Regions from separate parts of the Rattus norvegicus genome. Here region 1 is linked to region 2. The links are chromatin contacts, called in public Hi-C maps. All regions are on one chromosome and are shown on one strand. Each heading gives the region's core, a stretch centred on a gene start, on an enhancer-like site or on the middle of the called end of the contact. The rest is flanking DNA. Distances are from core to core; before and after follow the strand shown.

Evidence for each region. Hi-C and Micro-C count contacts between places; a contact is called where the count stands out from the background.
Region 1: a contact with region 2 is called in a Hi-C map of the A7r5 cell line, with 2.9 times the contacts expected there. The contact joins the enhancer-like site here to the promoter of Smim29 in region 2. A contact is called at or near these places in 6 of 12 Hi-C or Micro-C datasets (the A7r5 cell line, Schwann cells, frontal cortex and 3 more).

Annotation. Positions count from the first base shown.
Region 1 is chr20:5,839,195-5,842,215 of GRCr8, forward strand. All of the region lies in intron 3 of Ilrun (inflammation and lipid regulator with UBA-like and NBR1-like domains), which reads right to left. Among named protein-coding and RNA genes, the nearest start is that of Ilrun, 37 kb to the right of the region's middle. Within about 2 kb of position 1,372, at least 65 of the 93 cell types and tissues checked have an H3K27ac peak or open chromatin away from gene starts, as enhancers often do. A contact at or near this core is called in the A7r5 cell line, Schwann cells and liver, where this site is marked.
Region 2 is chr20:5,620,717-5,624,052 of GRCr8, forward strand. It overlaps Smim29 (small integral membrane protein 29), which reads right to left and starts at 1,980. Exons shown (of 5, transcript NM_001395665.1): 1 at 1,938-1,980; 2 at 792-976; 3 at 611-636; 4 at 353-458; 5 at 1-247. The coding sequence starts at 902. The coding sequence ends at 182.

The DNA of each region.
Region 1 (3,021 bases), core at 122-2,621, 220 kb after region 2:
CAGGAGAAGGAAACGCAAGCCCTTTCAAAACAAAAGGGGGGGGGGGACAACCAAAATCCAGAAGCTAAGGACAAAGTAGAGTCGGCAGACAGGCACACACCCATGTCTATACCTTGGAGGCCTGCCTGGTCCACACAGTGTGTTACAAGACAGCCAGGGCTACAAGGGGCCCTGTCACCAAACAAAACAAAACCCAACCTGACCCCAAAAAGACAGCAGAGAATGAACTGATTTCTAACTGAAGAGTCTTTTGCACTGGCAGGGAAACCCACAGAAGCACTCTGTGGTGAGTGTCGGCCACCACCACAGGGCATTCATTGCCTTAGCTCGGGGATGCCACCTCTACCCTCAAGGCTCAGAGGTCACTAAACCTAAGGTAATGGTCACTTCCTAAGCAGTGGCTCAGGAAGGTAAACTGCGGACGACTCGAGCTCTCAGAGTAAGCTCCAAAGCCTCACGCACTGACTCAGGTGAGAGGCACCCGTGGCAGAAGCATGAGCTGGTCTGAGCAGGCCTGATGCTCTATCACCAGGCCCCTGTCTGTGGTCGAGCCTCTCTAGCCTGATGTGGACGGGAACTCAGAAGGGTACTGGCTAAGACATCCCCATTGCAAAATAATCCAACAAACGTTTTCATGCATAGAAGTTTGAATTCTTCCTTCCTGGTGTGTCCCATTATAAAGTGAGGAGGTGCCTGCCATGCACTCAGTGTGCTCACTTAGCGGGTGGATGACTGCTCGGGACTCACGGAGCAGGCCTCACGTGAGTTCCAGCACAGCCAGGGCTACAGTGAGACACAGCCTCGACAAAACAGAACAGAACCGATAGCTCCTAAGTTAAAAAGAAGCCACCACTACCTGAGCTTCCGAACCCTGGACTGTAGTGTTGCACAAGGTACTCCTGCCATAATCGGCTGACAATGCTCTCTTCAAATTATATCCTGGGGGTGGGGGCTTACACTTTTAATCTCAGTACTTGATTGGTTGATCTCTGTAAGTGTGAAGCCAACTTGGTCTACACAGTGAGTTTCAGAAAAAGTTCAGAGTACATAATACAGAAACCCTGTTTAAAAATCAAAAACAGGGGTTGGGGATTTGGCTCAGCGGTAGAGCGCTTGCCTAGCAACCGCAAGGCCCTGGATTCGGTCCCCAGCTCCGAAAAAAAAGAAAAAAAACAAAACAACAACAACAACAAAAAAAAAAAAAAACAAAAAACAAAACAAAACCAAAAACAAAGGAACCCTCAAAACGTTGTGCCTTCTCCCAATCCTCGTGGGTGGAGACTGGCATTAGTGAAAGCCAGCACAGAGAAACCAAAGCTGACATCACCCAGTGAGGCTGCTCTGCCCAGGACAGTACGGCCTTTGATGACTCAGACTCAGACACGAAAGCATGTTGCTGGGCCCTGCCCCAGAGAGACGAGCACACAACTTGCCTGTCCACAGTGGCAAGGGCTCTGAGCACAGCCATCTGCACTTCAGAGAACTGTCTGAAAAACGCAGTGGTTTCTCTCTTTTTTGTTATTGTTAACTTTATGTATACTTTAAATATCTTTTGAACATTTAAGTATTTTTGAGACTGTGATATAATTAGTTTCTTCCCCTATTCCACAGGCCTTTGACTTAGATATGGGTAGATAAAACCACCTGGGGGCAGCAGACTGCGCTGTCTGATTTTGAAATAACCAATCTCAAAAAAAAAAAAAAAAAAAAAAAAAAAGATTTTAAATTTTATTTACAGCTTTAAGTGTCCTTTTTTTTTTTTTTTTTTTTTTTTTTTGGTTTTTTTCAGAGCTGGGGACCGAACCCAGGGCCTTGCACTTCCTAGGCAAGTGCTCTACCGCTGAGCTAAATCCCCAGCCCCTTAAGTGTCCCTTCTAAACTTTTTTTTTTTTTCAGACAAGTCCCACCAGTTCAGAGTAGTATCTTTACCAAAACAAACCTGTGTTTCTGAGAGTGGTTCCTGAGCACTAAGCATCTTACAGGAAGACGTCTAGAAAACACAAAAGGGAGTGTTCATGCCTGAAAAGACAGCCTAGAGGTTAAGAGTTCTGGGTTTGGTCCCCAGCACCCACATGGTGGCTCACAACCATCTGTACCTCTAGTCCCATGAAGATCTGATGATGTTCTCTTCTGGCTTCTCAGAGTATCACACACACACAGTGCACTTACACACACACACACACACACACACACACACACACACACACACACACACACACGCAGGCACACACGCACAAGTAAAAGATTCATGTACATAAAAAATAAAATAAAAATTTAAGGTGGGAATGGGGTAGAGTAGGAGAATAAACATCTTTAATCCCAGCATTCAGAAGAGAAAAGGGAAGGCAGATGGATCTCTGTGAGTTCAAGGGCAGCCTGGTCTACATAGTGAGTGCCAGGACAGTCGGGGCTGTACTCTAGGACCCTGTCACAAAAACCAACCAACTAACAAACCAAACCAATAAGGAAACCAACCAAGCAACCAACCAAACCAACCAACGAACCAACCAACCAACCAACCAACCAACCAAACCAACCAACCAACCAAACCAACCAACCAACCAACCAACCAACCAAACCAACCAACCAACCAAGCAACCAACCAAACCAACCAACGAACCAAACCAACCAACCAAACCAACCCAACCAACCAACCAAACCAACCAAACCAACCAACCAACCAACCAACCAAACCAACCAACCAACCAACCCAACCAACCCAACCAACCAAACCAACCAACCAACCAACCAACCAACCAATAACCAAAAAGGTTTTTTCCAAAAGAATGAAAGCAAGTCTACCTATCCAATGCATGTGTGTGATGCACGCGCGCCTCAGGACCTCAGTTAGCATTGGACAGAGGACTCCTGACAGGAGCTGGTCCTTGCTTCACAAATGTGGATTCGGTACAACAATCACCTCACTGCTGCGGATTCTGCACTGAACCATCTTACTGACTCAGAGATAGATGTTCTAAGGGAAGGGTTAACACGTAAAAAGAAGCCTACGACAGTAGCCCT
Region 2 (3,336 bases), core at 730-3,229:
TATACAACTATACATCTGGGCCGGTCACCATGGGAATTGGCTAGAGGAGACGAGGTGCTGTGCTATACCCACTCCACAAGGAAGAGAGGCCCACTAGTGCCTGGTAGGCCTGGCTCGGGGCCAGCTGTGGGTGTTCAGATGCCCCGTACCTATCTGGGTGGGTGACAAGTGGCGCAGACCTTCATGTCTTGATGTCCAGCAGGGGCATTCGCTTCTGCTGGTAGCCGCTCTGCCAGCCATGAACCACCTGTCAGGAAGAGCAAGATGCTGCAGCCCCATGACTGCCTGGCTGCTTAAAGTGAGGGGGAACCGGCCTCTTGTTGCAACATGGTTCTTACCCGGAAGTACTCACCTTAGGGTCTCCCACATCAGACAGCAGCTCCTGTTCAGCTTCGTGGAGCTCTTCTGCCGGGTCATAGCTATACATGGGAAGCAGGTGATGGCGAAGCCGGTCCACCCTGGGCAACAGGAAAGCATGACTGAGCCCGGACCCCAGTCCTGCTCTTGAATCCATGTCTACTCCCCTCCCTTAAACCAGAGATACCATCAGCCCGAAAAGGAAACCATTTCTAAGGTAGATGGTAGAGCACCAGGGAGTTAGGACACTCACCGCTTTTTCTTCTGCACATACATTACCTGTAACAGAGACATGGGACTGTGGAAGCTGGGGAGGCGAGCATGGCCCAGTGTGAGGACCCACTTCCACACCCTTAACAGCTGAGATGCTGTGGCCACCATACCATGCCCGCCCGGCAGCCTCCCCAGGCAAGTCTGCTGTGGGGGCTCCTTACCACGGCCACCACCACTCCGACCAGGGTGATGAGGAAGAAAGGCCCCAACACGTAACCCACCATGGAGTCGCTGTTGGCCTGGGGGGCATTGGGCACTGTCGTGTTACTCATGACATCAGAGGCCAGAGGGCGGAGTGGACTGCATGAGTAGTGGTGGCCTAGGGAGGGCGCCTCCCCTGGGCTCCCTGGGGGTGGGAGGAGGGAAGGTTATCAGTTGTACCTATGGTGACAAGCAGGTCTGTATCCCTCCCCAAGACCGGGAGTGGAAATCCGGGGAAACTTAAAGCGAAACACTGGGATGATCCCTAGGTAACCATGGCTCTAAGTACTAAGGACAGACCCAGATCTCAGCCAGGCCTGCCTGTTTCCTGCCCAGCACCTACAAACAAGAGGGTGTGGCCTAGCTCAGATGCCTGGTAGACATTTGCAGGGTGTCAACTGCTTGGGGAAGGTTAGGTGCAGGTGCACGGCTAAATGGAGGGAAAGATAAATAAGGCCTGCACTGCGCTGGAGGGGTGAGCTAGGATCCTGTGAAGGGGGTTCTGGTTCCGTTCCCACGCTACGAGCTAGGAGCCGCACGCAGGCTTACGTCCTACACCCTCCTTGTCCCTGGTGTAACCCTATACTCTGTCCTCAGTATCGGGCTCAGGTACGAGTGTGGACACTATATAGATGGACAGTATCTAGCCCCCTTCCTCTAGTACACCCGGGGCTCCGCCTATGCCCCTCCCCTCCCGGCCAGCGCTGACAGGCAGGGGTGGAGAGGATGGCCCCCATCCACAGATACGAGATCATCCTTGGGAGGCGGCATTGAGATGACCCAAGTTCCTGTCCCGGACTCTCAGATAGAGGAAGAGGTACCGGCTAACTGCGCCCATATCCGTAGGTCAGTTTTGCCAGTTCCCAGTAGCGAGCTCCGGGTCTCAGGCCGAGGGGACAAGCCAGAAACGGAAAGGTATGAGGCCGCTCGTAGGATGCTGGCCCGCCTCGGCAGGCAGATGGTCCCAAGGCGCGGATAGGATGGGGTGTACTGGGGAGGGGGTGTCGAGGGGCCGATGCCCGCCTGGGTACCTTGGAACCCCGGCACCCCGAGCTGCTCCGTGCGGGCGCGCTGCTGCCCATCCATCCAACCCGGCCATGCCTTACCTCCCGCCGTGCAGCCCTGACAGCAACACCTCCGGTTGGCTCCGGCCCCGGAAGAGCCCTCCGGCGCGTGATCAAAGAACCCGGAGAGAAGGCGGGGCCTTAGCGACCCAGTCGAGCATAATGGCCAATCCGGAGGCGAGTGGGCGGGCCAGAAGGGGCCTGCAGTGTCCACGCCGCGGCAACAGGGGGCGACCGAGGGCCGTGCATCGGGAAGGTTGCGGGGCGGCGCGCTTTCCTGGCTGCACACGGGCGGGCGGGGCGAGTGGTCACTGCAGGAGCTCGGCGACTGTCGAGGGGAGGGCCTCCCTCCTTTCTGTCCTCAGGTCTTCAAAGCAGGTTGTGGTGAAGCTAAAATGATGGCGCGAGACAGGAGCCCAGCACATCCTGTGGGCCAAATAAATGCTTGCTCCTTGGAGCGCTTTCCCGGTGCAGGGTGGGGGTGGGGGGCACAGATGGAGCAGCAGGGTGCAGCTTGCTTGGGTCACGGGCAACTTGGTAAGCCTGTGTCCAAGTTGTCATGGTCAGACCATTAAAGTTACTCGGACTGGAGAAATCTGAGTAAGATCTACGTTTAGTGGAGGAAGAGGCTCAGCGGTTAAGAGCACTTCTTACTGAGGACTCAGGTTAGGTTCCCGGCACCCATGAGGTGGCTCACAACCATTTCCGGAGGCTGCAACACCCTCTTCTGTGCCCCACGGACACTAGGCACACTAGGTGATGCAGGCAAGACACACATCAACATGAGACTCTACAACTTTTTTTTGGCTGTGGCAGAGTCTTTACGTGATCATCCCTGGCAGGCTTTGAACTTGCAGTATAGCTCAGGGCAACCTTGTGCTTGTGTGTGTGAGCCTCCTGGATGCTGGGTGGGCATGTAGCACCATGCCGGGGAGATAGCACCCCCCCCTCTATCTCATGTACCCCTGACATCTTGAATTCCTCATCCTGCCTCATTCAGGTCACCTCCTAAATGCTAGGATTCCAGGCTTCCAGAATGGTAGCCAAATATTCTACCAACTCTCTACCAAGCTCTCTCTTCCTCCTACCGTTTCTTCTCCTCTCCCATCCCTTCTTCCTCCTCACCTCCATCCACCTCTCCTTTCAGAGTGTTGGGATTAAAGGCCTATGCCGGGGTTGGGGATTTAGCTCAGTGGTAGAGCGATTGCCTAGCAAGCACAAGGCCCTGGGTTCTGTCCCCAGCTTCGAAAAAAAGAAAAAAAAAAAAAAAAAAAAAAAAGGCCTATGCCATCACACCAGCAGGACATGTATTCACTGAATGGGTGTGATAGTTTTATGTATATACTCTGCACCACGCCTCTTCTCCCACTGCCTACTGGAGCTGAAGCAAAGCCTCCCAAGTCAGTCAGATGGTAATAAGGACATGGGACAGACTAGGTGC